Linked DNA regions of Anas platyrhynchos: region 1 is linked to region 2. A link is a contact called in public Hi-C data. All regions are on one chromosome and are shown on one strand. The core of a region is the stretch at or near the end of the contact, and the rest is flanking DNA. Distances in the headings are between cores, read along the strand shown. Region 1 overlaps LGSN (lengsin, lens protein with glutamine synthetase domain). Region 2 holds the start of LOC140002234.

Region 1 (4,920 bases), core at 653-3,152, 65 kb before region 2:
AAAACAGGGTGGTGCTGGAGTGTTTCAAAGGCCTCAAAGTATTAACATGAGCAAAATGGCACTTTGTTCCTGGGTTCATTTGTTGAAGGGGCTGAACGATTTGGCTGAAATATTATGGAACTCAGCCAGGGGCACAGGCAGGGTAGGAAAAGTTTTGGCTTAAACTCAGCATTTCAGAAAAGGTGGAAACAACTAAAAACACTATTGCATAATGGGAATGGTAGCTTTCTTCAATGGTGCCTTCAGTGGTGCATAATAAGTGGTGCTGCTAACACCACATGTAACAGAGTTCTGACCTGCTTTTTTACTTTCCATTACTGCAGCAGGGGAAGGTTTTTTTTAATACAAATACGGGAATACATTAAAAAGTCATTAATGACCCATCCTATATAACATTCATTTCTCCTCAACTTGGCATGCCGTTTTAATTAGGGGCTTGAAAAATGAAAAAGAAATAAACACGGTCTGAAGATATTCCTAGCATTATTCTCTCTCTGACATCTCCAATGCAGACCACAGCCCTCCCAACCTGTGAGAGACAAAGAGACATGTGGAAAGTGAGAGATGTATATCCTGTGTGCCAGCTAATGTTAACAAGATGTACATGCCACTGTGACTCAGCAACAACAAACCTGCAATTTCCGGCAGGCTTCAGGCATTTGACATCAGAATGACTCAGCGTCCACACAGAGAGTTGAAGAGTTCTTTGCACAATTGCACCAGAGCATCTTTAAAATAATTTTGCAGAAATAACTGTAGTTTTCAAGGTCTCCCTATTCTTATATTTAGTTATTGCAGTAACCTTCTTGTGATTGTTTCAAAAATCAGTTACTATCACATGGAGCTGGTTGTGGCTCCACTACTCTTACAAAACAGTATTGCATATTGTTCTTCAATAAATTCTTATCATACCTTATTTTCCACCAAATCTTTGATATTTGGGAATGGAGGCAGCAGGAACACAGAGCCCACAAAGGAGCTGTGCCTGCATTTTATTAGATTTTGTTCATCTACTGCTGCTTTAAGAACCACTTTCTCTCAATTTTATTTCTCAGAACTTTTTGGCAGCCCACTGAAAAAAAAATAAACATAAATATTCTAAGGTAGGAGTTGTCACTGAATACTGGTGAAAGGGAGCTGAGTGACATCCTACAGGCTGGGGGAAATTTTAATGCTTAAGAATGAGAAGTAAATCATACTTCTCCCAGAGAACAGCCCACCTTCAGCACCTGAACAACCCCACAGTTCCTAGCATAACCACACAGTGAGCTCAAGACCTCTAGCTCTGACTGAAAAGTAGAAATTTAAAACATGCTGAAATGGACAAGATCCCTTCACCCATGCTTACAAAGGTGGCCATAACTACTCATCCTCAGTCAAGAAGTCCCATGTGGAATACAAAATCACTCCACAGGTGAACCACGGTGTTTGTAACTCTTCTACATGAAGGCATCTAAGCACTAGCATACGGACTCCCACAAATAAAACAGGCTCGTATTGCGCAAAAGTCAGCTCTGATGAGTTTTGACATCAGTTATTTAAAAAATAACTGAGAGCTCAAAATCTGATAATGGAGATTCTTACAGTGTCATGTAGCAGTTGTTGTTCCAGTCATCTTGTATAACAGAGAGCTAAGCAATTGACTCAAAAATTAATATGCAAAAAGAATATTACCCAGGTTGCAAGGTATTTGTTGACATTTACTTTTTTAGGTGCTGCAACCCCTGTGCAGGCTCTGCTTGTGCTTCTGGCAAAAAAGATTCTGGACAGCTTCAATCCAGATGTTGGAGAGTCACTTTAGCTGTTGCTCTCTCAGTCACTTGAGTTCTTTTACCCTGCTCAAGTTAAAGAAAACAAGTGAGTGCTTAAACATGTTAGCTTGGCACAACAATACCTTAACACAGGCACACAGCTGGTGTGTGACCATACGGCGGGGAATGCAAGCTAGGAACTTAGGTCAGACACTAGGAGTTAAGAAACATCAGATAAATTACTTCCTGGCAACTTTAATTCTGTTCCCTTGTGCAATTACATTTCAATGCAGTCTTTAATTATGTAATCACATCCTATTCTTCCTCTTTTTGCCTCTTATTTTTAATGAAGAAACTGGATTCCCTTGGTAGCTAAATTAAGATTTCAGAAGCAACTGTAGATATAGTGATTCCTAGTTTTCAGATGCTTGACCTGCATTCTAATTTATATTTTTTGGCATAGCTTTTTTCATATGTAAGTTTAAATGGAATGATAACATCAAAGTAAGGTGAATTCAGAGTGTCTTTTACCCCAGCTTTGCAAGTGGCTGATGTAGTCTTTGTTTTTCATCCACCACAAGCTTCAAACCCACACACGCTGCCTTGTGAAAAGTTTCATTGTTTGGTTGGCTTGTTTCTAGAAGAAAAATGTTTCTACTAAATGTTGAAATGTAATCATACATCATGGGAGATGTCACATTCTCTCTGAAAATCTTGAAAGAAAAAAAAAAAAGACAAGTAATTGATCTGCAATTCTCACAAGGTAGCATTCCAAATTTATATATATATATACATATATATAAACATAAAAGTTTGGAGTTGAAAATTTATGAGGTCAGGTTCAGACTTCTTGCATTCATTTTTTCACCAAAAAGTCAATATTTTCTTTCAGGGAAGAAAGTCAGCTCTCGTAGTTACTCTGCTTCCAAGTGGTAGCTAGCACTGTTTGAAAATGTTACCACGCAATGGTAGGACAGCAGAGAACAAATTAAACAAAATTCTTTCCTCAATGTACTTCAACTTGCATTTGAAATTGAAGGGAAGAAACTGTTTCTAGTTTTGTTTACTTAACCTACTTCAGCTCTTTTGTTTGTAGTTATAATGAAGTTCTAGAGGTATTGATGAACCACTCAAAGAACACTGTGTTTTTGTCCAGGTCAGTCAGTGGGTCCAAAGATTGAAAACAAAATGTTACATTTTCTTCTTGGTAATTTAAGAAGCTTTGATATTGCTGTTTCTGCTTAATGCCTGTTTAAAAGCATCTTTTTCCAACCACCACTGACCAGACCTGAAAGCTTTTTGTATTGTTCTGAAGGAGGTTATTCATTCTGGTTTAATCTATTGTGAGCTAACGTGATCTGGATGTCAGATTTGCTCTTTATTCAACTAAGTGACTCATGGCCACTTCTACTCCAGTTTCTCCACATCTTCAGCCTGTTTTTCCAGGTTCACCTGGAGTTTGGGCTAGGCTGCCTTCAGGCAGATGTTCTTCATTTTGACTTCTCTTTTCAGTCTTGTAACTGAGGCTAAAGTGTGAACATAAAAGAAACCAAATATCCCAGGAATGTGATGAAAAAATATGAAACTTTTCTAGAGGTCATTAACCTGTGAACCTATTTAATCAGTCAAGGAGATGCCACGCTACCATGAAACATGGGAAATATTTGAGATTTATAAAGTTTTAATATTATACAAACTTTTGGCTGATGAGCTTTTGTATTAAATTCTTTTATGAATCTTTCGGAGAACAGATTGTCACTGTACAGCCCTGAGACTTTGTTATGGCTTGCACCAGACGTCCTGTGCCTGAAGCTAATAAATAGCTGTGATATCAAAATTTAAAAGGCAATACTGTGCATTCCTATGGGACTCCTCCTTTTCAAAAGCCTTTCACACTAATGAAATGACTTTACTAAAAAACAGGAGTTTTATCAGATCTGGCTTGATTCAGATTGCCTGTCCTATCTTGTTGTATTAGTGTAGAGGACATGGAATCCATCACACAGAAAAATTACCTAAAAATAATCTGCTCAAGAAATAACAATTACTAATTGCTTTTGTTTATCTGAATTAAATTTTCTACTGTTCACAGAATACAGCTCTTTCAGAGAACCCCTGTTGCTTTGTGGAAACGTTTTTTGGGAAAAGCATTCTCTTTTTATGGTGTTGCTACCAGGGATTTTTTTTTATTCTGCCTCTCATTTTTATTATTATGAAAATTAACTCTTGTATGAAGACAGGATTTTTGTTCTTTGAGATTTATTCATAAGAACACCACTTTTTAGCATTTATTTAGCACTTTTCATCTTTGAAAAAGCAACAAAACATCTGTTAGTTACTATTTGCTATCTACCATAATACTAGAGCATAAATGATGTCTTACCATTCTTCTTCCAAAGAATGTTCTCCTTTTTGCCTCCAAACTCATAGAATTATATATGACATTGCAGTAGACTGTCATAAACATACTATTTTCACACACATGTTTATGATAACTTTACATTGGAGATAAATGAATTGCAGGAGCAGAACTTTCACACAACTGTTTTTAATGGAAATAAGGAAAAAACAGCACAGCACATAAACTTACAGACTTTTGCTGGTTTCAGACTGCTGTTCCTTCCTAATGTCATGTGGAAGTGAATCTAGCATGTATGAATATGGATACCATTTGCAGAAAATACTATGAAAAATAATTTTTCCTAGCATTTAAAAAAATGTTCTAATTTTGTAGCAAAAGTTCTTCTGCTAGAAATTAATTTTCTGAATGTATAAAACATACTGTTAGCTTTTAGTGAACAAGGTAACATTATGAAAATACCTCCATCTGTGATGTTTTTGTATTTAGTGATGTTTCAGACACTTAAAATTAATTTACAGAGGTATAATACTGCAATAAAAACTACTGCCACTTTAATTATCAATTTCTCATTAAAAAGGTCTTGTATCCACAGTTTAATTTTCAAGTCCAGTCTATTGTTTTTATGAATACAGACTCTATGCTATGGAGACTGTATAAGCCGTATCATGCGTACATATAATGATGTTTCCTGTCATTTAATACAGGCATAATAATTTCTATTTAATCATACGGAAAAATATTTAAGTAGTTATTGGTGCTGGAAATCCATATAAATCCCTGGATTACACAACATAATATAAATCTTTC
Region 2 (5,076 bases), core at 2,295-4,794:
CATGTATGAGTTTTTTATTAGATGACAGTCTAAGTAGCTCATGGTCAACTCACTTCACCTTTTTAAACATTGGCATGACATGGCCATGAATACAGCCTTCTGAAATTTCACCACAAAAAGCTACAGTTGTTATCAACAAGTGTAAAATCTAACCAGCAAACTCTTCAGTGTGTTAGTTCCATATGGATAGCCTACTGACAAACACATCAAAATGGTATTGATATAAAATGCCCCTGAATTTATTCAAATTTAAATGATTAGTCCATATAAACACCAAATTCAGTGAAATTACATCCAACTGATATTGAAACAAACCCAGATTTCTGACTTTTCTTCTTTACCCTCCTGTTATGATACAGAAGACCCAAATAAATGGGTCTTTTGGGAAATGGGAAAATTGATTTCTGACTAGAAGGACTAAGGAAGTGCTGGCAAAAGACAAATATGTTAAGAATCAATATTTTTACTTAGTCTCTGAGTAATATCTATATTAGTTGATACATAAATATTTCAAACATAAAGGTAGTATTTTGGAGTTTAACTTTTACAGATCGCTTAGAAGCAGGTACAAGCCAAAAAAGTAAGAAAAAACACTTCATAGAATCATAGAATGGTTTGGATTGGAAGGATCCTTAAAGACCACCCAGTTCCACACCCCTGCCATGGGCAGGGACACCTCCCACAAAACCAGGTTGCCCAAAGCCCCATCCAGCCTGGCCTTGAACATCTGCAGGGATGAGGCATCCACAGCTTCTCTGGGCAGCCTGTGCCAGTGCCTCATCACCTTCAGAGTGAATTTCTTCTTTATTTCTTATTTAAACCTACCTTTTAGTTTAAAGACCTTTAGGTCTTTTCATTTAAAAACACTACCCCTTGTCCTATCATTCCAGTAAAGTCTCTCTCCATCTTCCTTATAAGCTCCCTTTAGGTCTTGAAAATCTTCAAGCTTGAGGTTTCCCTGGAGCCTTCTCTTCTCCAGGCCCAGCCCCAGATCTTTCAGCCTTTCTTCATAGGAGAGGTGTTCCAGCCCCCTGATAATCCTTGTGGCCCTCCTCTGGATTCACCCCAATGTCTTTCTTTTCCTGGGGGCTCCAGAGCTGAACACAGTACTCCAGGTGGAGTCTCACAAGAGTGAAGTGGAGGTCCCTTGACCTGTTGCCCTTGATTTTTTTTTAAGGCTGCCCAGGATGCGGTTGGCCTTCTCAGCTGAAAGCACACAAATCTCATGTCTAATTTGTCATCCACCACTATCTCTAAGTCCATCTCCACTTGGCTGCACTCCATTCATCCCCAGTCCGTACTGATACCAGGGATTGCCCCGACCCAGGTGCGGCATCTTGCACTCTGCCTTGTTCAGCTTCCTGAGGTTCACGTGAGCAAAGTGATGCACAGCCACAGTGACTGCATGTTGAAGACTACTTCTTGTTGTGGTCCCTTTGGTTAAAAAACAATATAATGGATTTTTGAAAAGTACGGGAAGGTTGTCAAAGTTGTCCAACTGTCCCCCATCATAACCTCTTATCATAAAAGTTATATTAGTCTTCCTAATATCACAACTGTGGTGATTGCATCTTTGTCTCTCAAACTGTTCATCCTGGTCTCTTCTGAATTCTCCCACAGGTTTCTCTTTACAGGCATTTATTTTTCCTTATCTTCAGGAGTTCTTGTCTCTTTCTATCTGTTACTTTCTGCCTCCTCAGCTCACTTTGTTTCATCAGTACGCTGCCTTACACTTTGTAACAATCCACGTTTATTTCTTCTGCAAATATCTTTGTTCTGTGTTGTATGAAATAGCAGCTTATTATCTCTCTTCTAATACTCCATGTATGTCTTGACATCTCAGACTGTAAAACACAGGGACTGTATCTTACGTAGTGATTAGTAGGACATATTTGACCATGACAAAGGGGTCGAGGTAGGGAATATCGTAAAACAAATTAATATAAATAGCTTAAATGACACTGGCATTATTTCCTCAAAAAATGTAGTTTTAGACTAAAAGCATTCTGAGCTAAATCCTTTCCTCCGAGGGAATACAATTTCAAAGAAGCTGCCAGTGACCCTTACTTCCAGTGTACACTACTGTGCTGCAGTACTGAAAGGATGTTGCATCAGAAAGTAATTTGATCCTAAAATCGTGATCAGTTTAATGTGCAATGAAACAGTAAACAAAAGCTTGCATTGTTGGAGGAAAAAAACAGCACACATTAAAGCAGGTAGAGAGCTGTTTAATCTGTCTCAGAACTCTGTCCAAAGCAAATTCCTCAGGCTCTACTGATGAGAGAGGGAAGGTCTGTCTGCATTTTCTCTTTTTCCACTGAAACCTTCCTAACATCGTAACCGCCAACAAATAAACAGTATTCCAAGCAGCCATTAACCTTGGGATCATCTTATTACTTCATAGTATTCCAAGCACATTTACAAGAAGCTTTATATGGAGCAGCGACAAGTTCACCAGACACGCGCCCTGAGTCAGTCAGTAAATAGAAAACGCAAAACTAAATAAACACAGGCCAGATGTATTTATAGCCCAGAAAGGCTGAATTTGTAACCTCAGCAGAGACGTGACTCCTGGACAGAAATTAGTTGATGCGTGTGTAGTCTGGAGGCAGGTGGAGTGAAAGGTGATGTGATACAGGCGTCTTCTGAGTAACACCTTTTATATGCAAGTTATCAAAAAAAAAAAAAAAAAAGAAACAAAGCCTGTGAATATGCCGTGGAGGTTATACAAAAATAGAAAATTTAGGCAAAACTGAATCATGGCATGGTTTGGGTTGGAAGGGACCTCGCAGATCATCGAGGATCATGACAGGGCTGCTCGGGGCCTCATCCAGCCTGGTCCTGAGCACCTCCAGGGAGGCGCCGTGCCCTTGTGCAATTTAATATAAAACAGGCGAGACTTAGAATTAGCCGTTTATTTCTTAGCCGAGACACGGGTCTGTCAGGACGGGACACTGCTGACCCGCAGTAACGCGCCACGCAGGAGAAAGGCTCAGCGAGCCGGCTGCGGCAGCGCTGCCTCACGCAGCTCCCTTCAGGCGGAGCTGCCCCACACGAGCTGTTCCCGGGCTGACGGTGCCCGGCCGGGGGCCTCCGCTCCGGACTCGCCGCCAACATCCCCCCGGTGCCCCCCCCGGGCACCCTCCGCTCCGCTCCGCTCCCCTCCGCAGCGGCCGGGGGCGGCGCTCCCCGCCCCTGTGGGCGAGGCGCGACCGCTCCGGGCCCTGCCCCCGCCCCCCTCCCGCCACCTCCCTCAGCAACCGGTTCCCGCCGGCTGCCTCCGCCTCTCGGCGCCCTCCCGCCCCCGCCCCGCGGCAGCCCCGCCCCGCGGGCGGCTCCGCTCCCGCCCCCTCCGCGCCGGCGGCGCCTCGGATTGGGCGGGCGCCACGCCCGTCGCGGCCGGGCGCCGGCGAGGGGCGGGCCCCGCGGCGCTAGTGCAGGAGGCGGCGCCCAGGCTCCCCCCTTGAGCCGCCGCGTCCGCGCCGCGCCAGCCCGCAGAGCCGCCGCCCGCCGCAGCTGTATGCCCCAGCCCCGCTCCGCCGCCGAACCCCCTCCGGCAGCTCCGCGGCCTCCAGCGCCTCCGCGTCCTCCTGCTTCTGCTCCTCCTGCCCCCGGCGGTGGCGCCCGCACCCCGGCTGTATGATCAGGCTACAGTCTTCAATGAGTAACCATATTCCTGTGAGTGCCGCCGCGACGCGACGCGACGCCCCCCCCCCGCTTCCCTTCCCCGCACCCTGCCCGCGGACCCTCGCCCCCCCCCCCGGGCGTGCGGGGCTCGGCGCCTCTCCCTCTCCTCTCTTCCCCTCTCCCCCCCTTTCCCCGGCCCCTTCCGTCTCCTCCATGTTGTCTCCTTTGTTCTGGTCGCGGGGCAGCCGGGCTGGGCTCGCCCTCGCCGCGCCGCCAGGGGATGGGTTGACCTGTCCGCCGCTCCGCATCACCGTCTGGCGGCGGCGGTGGCGGCGGTGGCGGCGGCTCCCCCCCGGTGCGGGCACCGCAGCGCCCCGGCGTTGTGGCAGGCCGGGAGCCCCCTGCCGGGGGGAGGCCGGGGCCGGGCGGCGGCTGCGGGGGACAAGATGGCTCCGCGGCGGGAGCCGGGGGGAAGAAGCGCGGCTCCGACCCGGCAGCAGCAGCAGCAGGAGGAGGAGGAGGCGGCGGCCCCCCGGCGGCGCTCGGCGCGGCCCCGGGCCCGCGGGGCGCTGGGACAAGCCCCGGCCTGTCCGGCCGCGTGGGCGAGGGGGGGGCGGCCGGGGGGGAGCCATGGCGGCGGGGCACGTGCGCGGCCGCCATGAGGGGGGGCGGCCATGAGGGAGGCCGGGAGGGCGGCGGGGCGGCCGCGCTTTGTCTGCGCCGGGCGGCGGCTGCCGGGGCGCGGAGCCTGCCCCAAACGAGGCCGGGAGCGGGCTGAGGGGAGAGGGACTGCGGAGGAGGCGGCTGAAGGCAGGTTGAGGCTGGGTGCCGCCGTAGCAGCCTGCCGCTCCGCGGGTACGAGCTGCCGAGCGTAATAAAAGCCGTGAATTTGGCCGGAGCCTGTCGTTGAGCCCTTTCTTTGTGGTGTTCTCTTCCCCTCCCCTCGTAATCTCTCCCTTGCTTAACTTCCGTGACCGCAGAGCACGCTGTGTGTTAAAGCAGCAACGCCACAGAGCTGGCAGGTGGCGGTGCGCCCTCCGCAAGCAAGCAAAACGCGGTCAAAATCCGGCTGCTGTCAGCTGGGAGCAGCAGGAGCACGGGCACTTGCGTGCGGCTCGTAGCTGCCGGCACAGCGAATCCTCTGAGCTGACCCTGGCGCAAGGGCTCGGCGATCCTGCTGCGCCTCGCTGCTGCCGGAGACAACTTCCCAATATGTCTACCTGTGTCTGCGGAGTCGCCGAAGCAGTGACTCAGAAGTACGAACGCTGTCTCCTCGTAACTTCATTAAACTGTCAGATCAAAAAACAAAAAGAAAAACAGCGTGGAGATGGCACTCAAATGTCAGCTCTCGTTATTATACCGACGGAACGGCAGCGCGCTTTGAAATTGTTGTACAGGAGCGGCATTGTTTCAGGGGAAAAATGTGAAAGAATGCAGGGAGGAAATGTG

The links. A called contact is a pair of places that touch in the nucleus more often than the background predicts.
Region 1: a contact with region 2 is called in a Hi-C map of small yellow follicle, with 2.6 times the contacts expected there. The contact joins the enhancer-like site here to the promoter of LOC140002234 in region 2. A contact is called at or near these places in 2 of 8 Hi-C or Micro-C datasets (skeletal muscle and small yellow follicle).

What each region holds. Positions count from the first base shown.
Region 1 is chr3:93,346,918-93,351,837 of IASCAAS_PekinDuck_T2T, reverse strand. The region is part of intron 1 of LGSN (lengsin, lens protein with glutamine synthetase domain); the gene reads right to left. Among named protein-coding and RNA genes, the nearest start is that of LGSN, 25 kb to the right of the region's middle. Within about 2 kb of position 1,902, at least 3 of the 8 cell types and tissues checked have an H3K27ac peak or open chromatin away from gene starts, as enhancers often do.
Region 2 is chr3:93,282,949-93,288,024 of IASCAAS_PekinDuck_T2T, reverse strand. LOC140002234 reads left to right here and starts at 3,544. Exons shown (of 2, transcript XM_072036314.1): 1 at 3,544-3,678. The coding sequence starts at 3,640.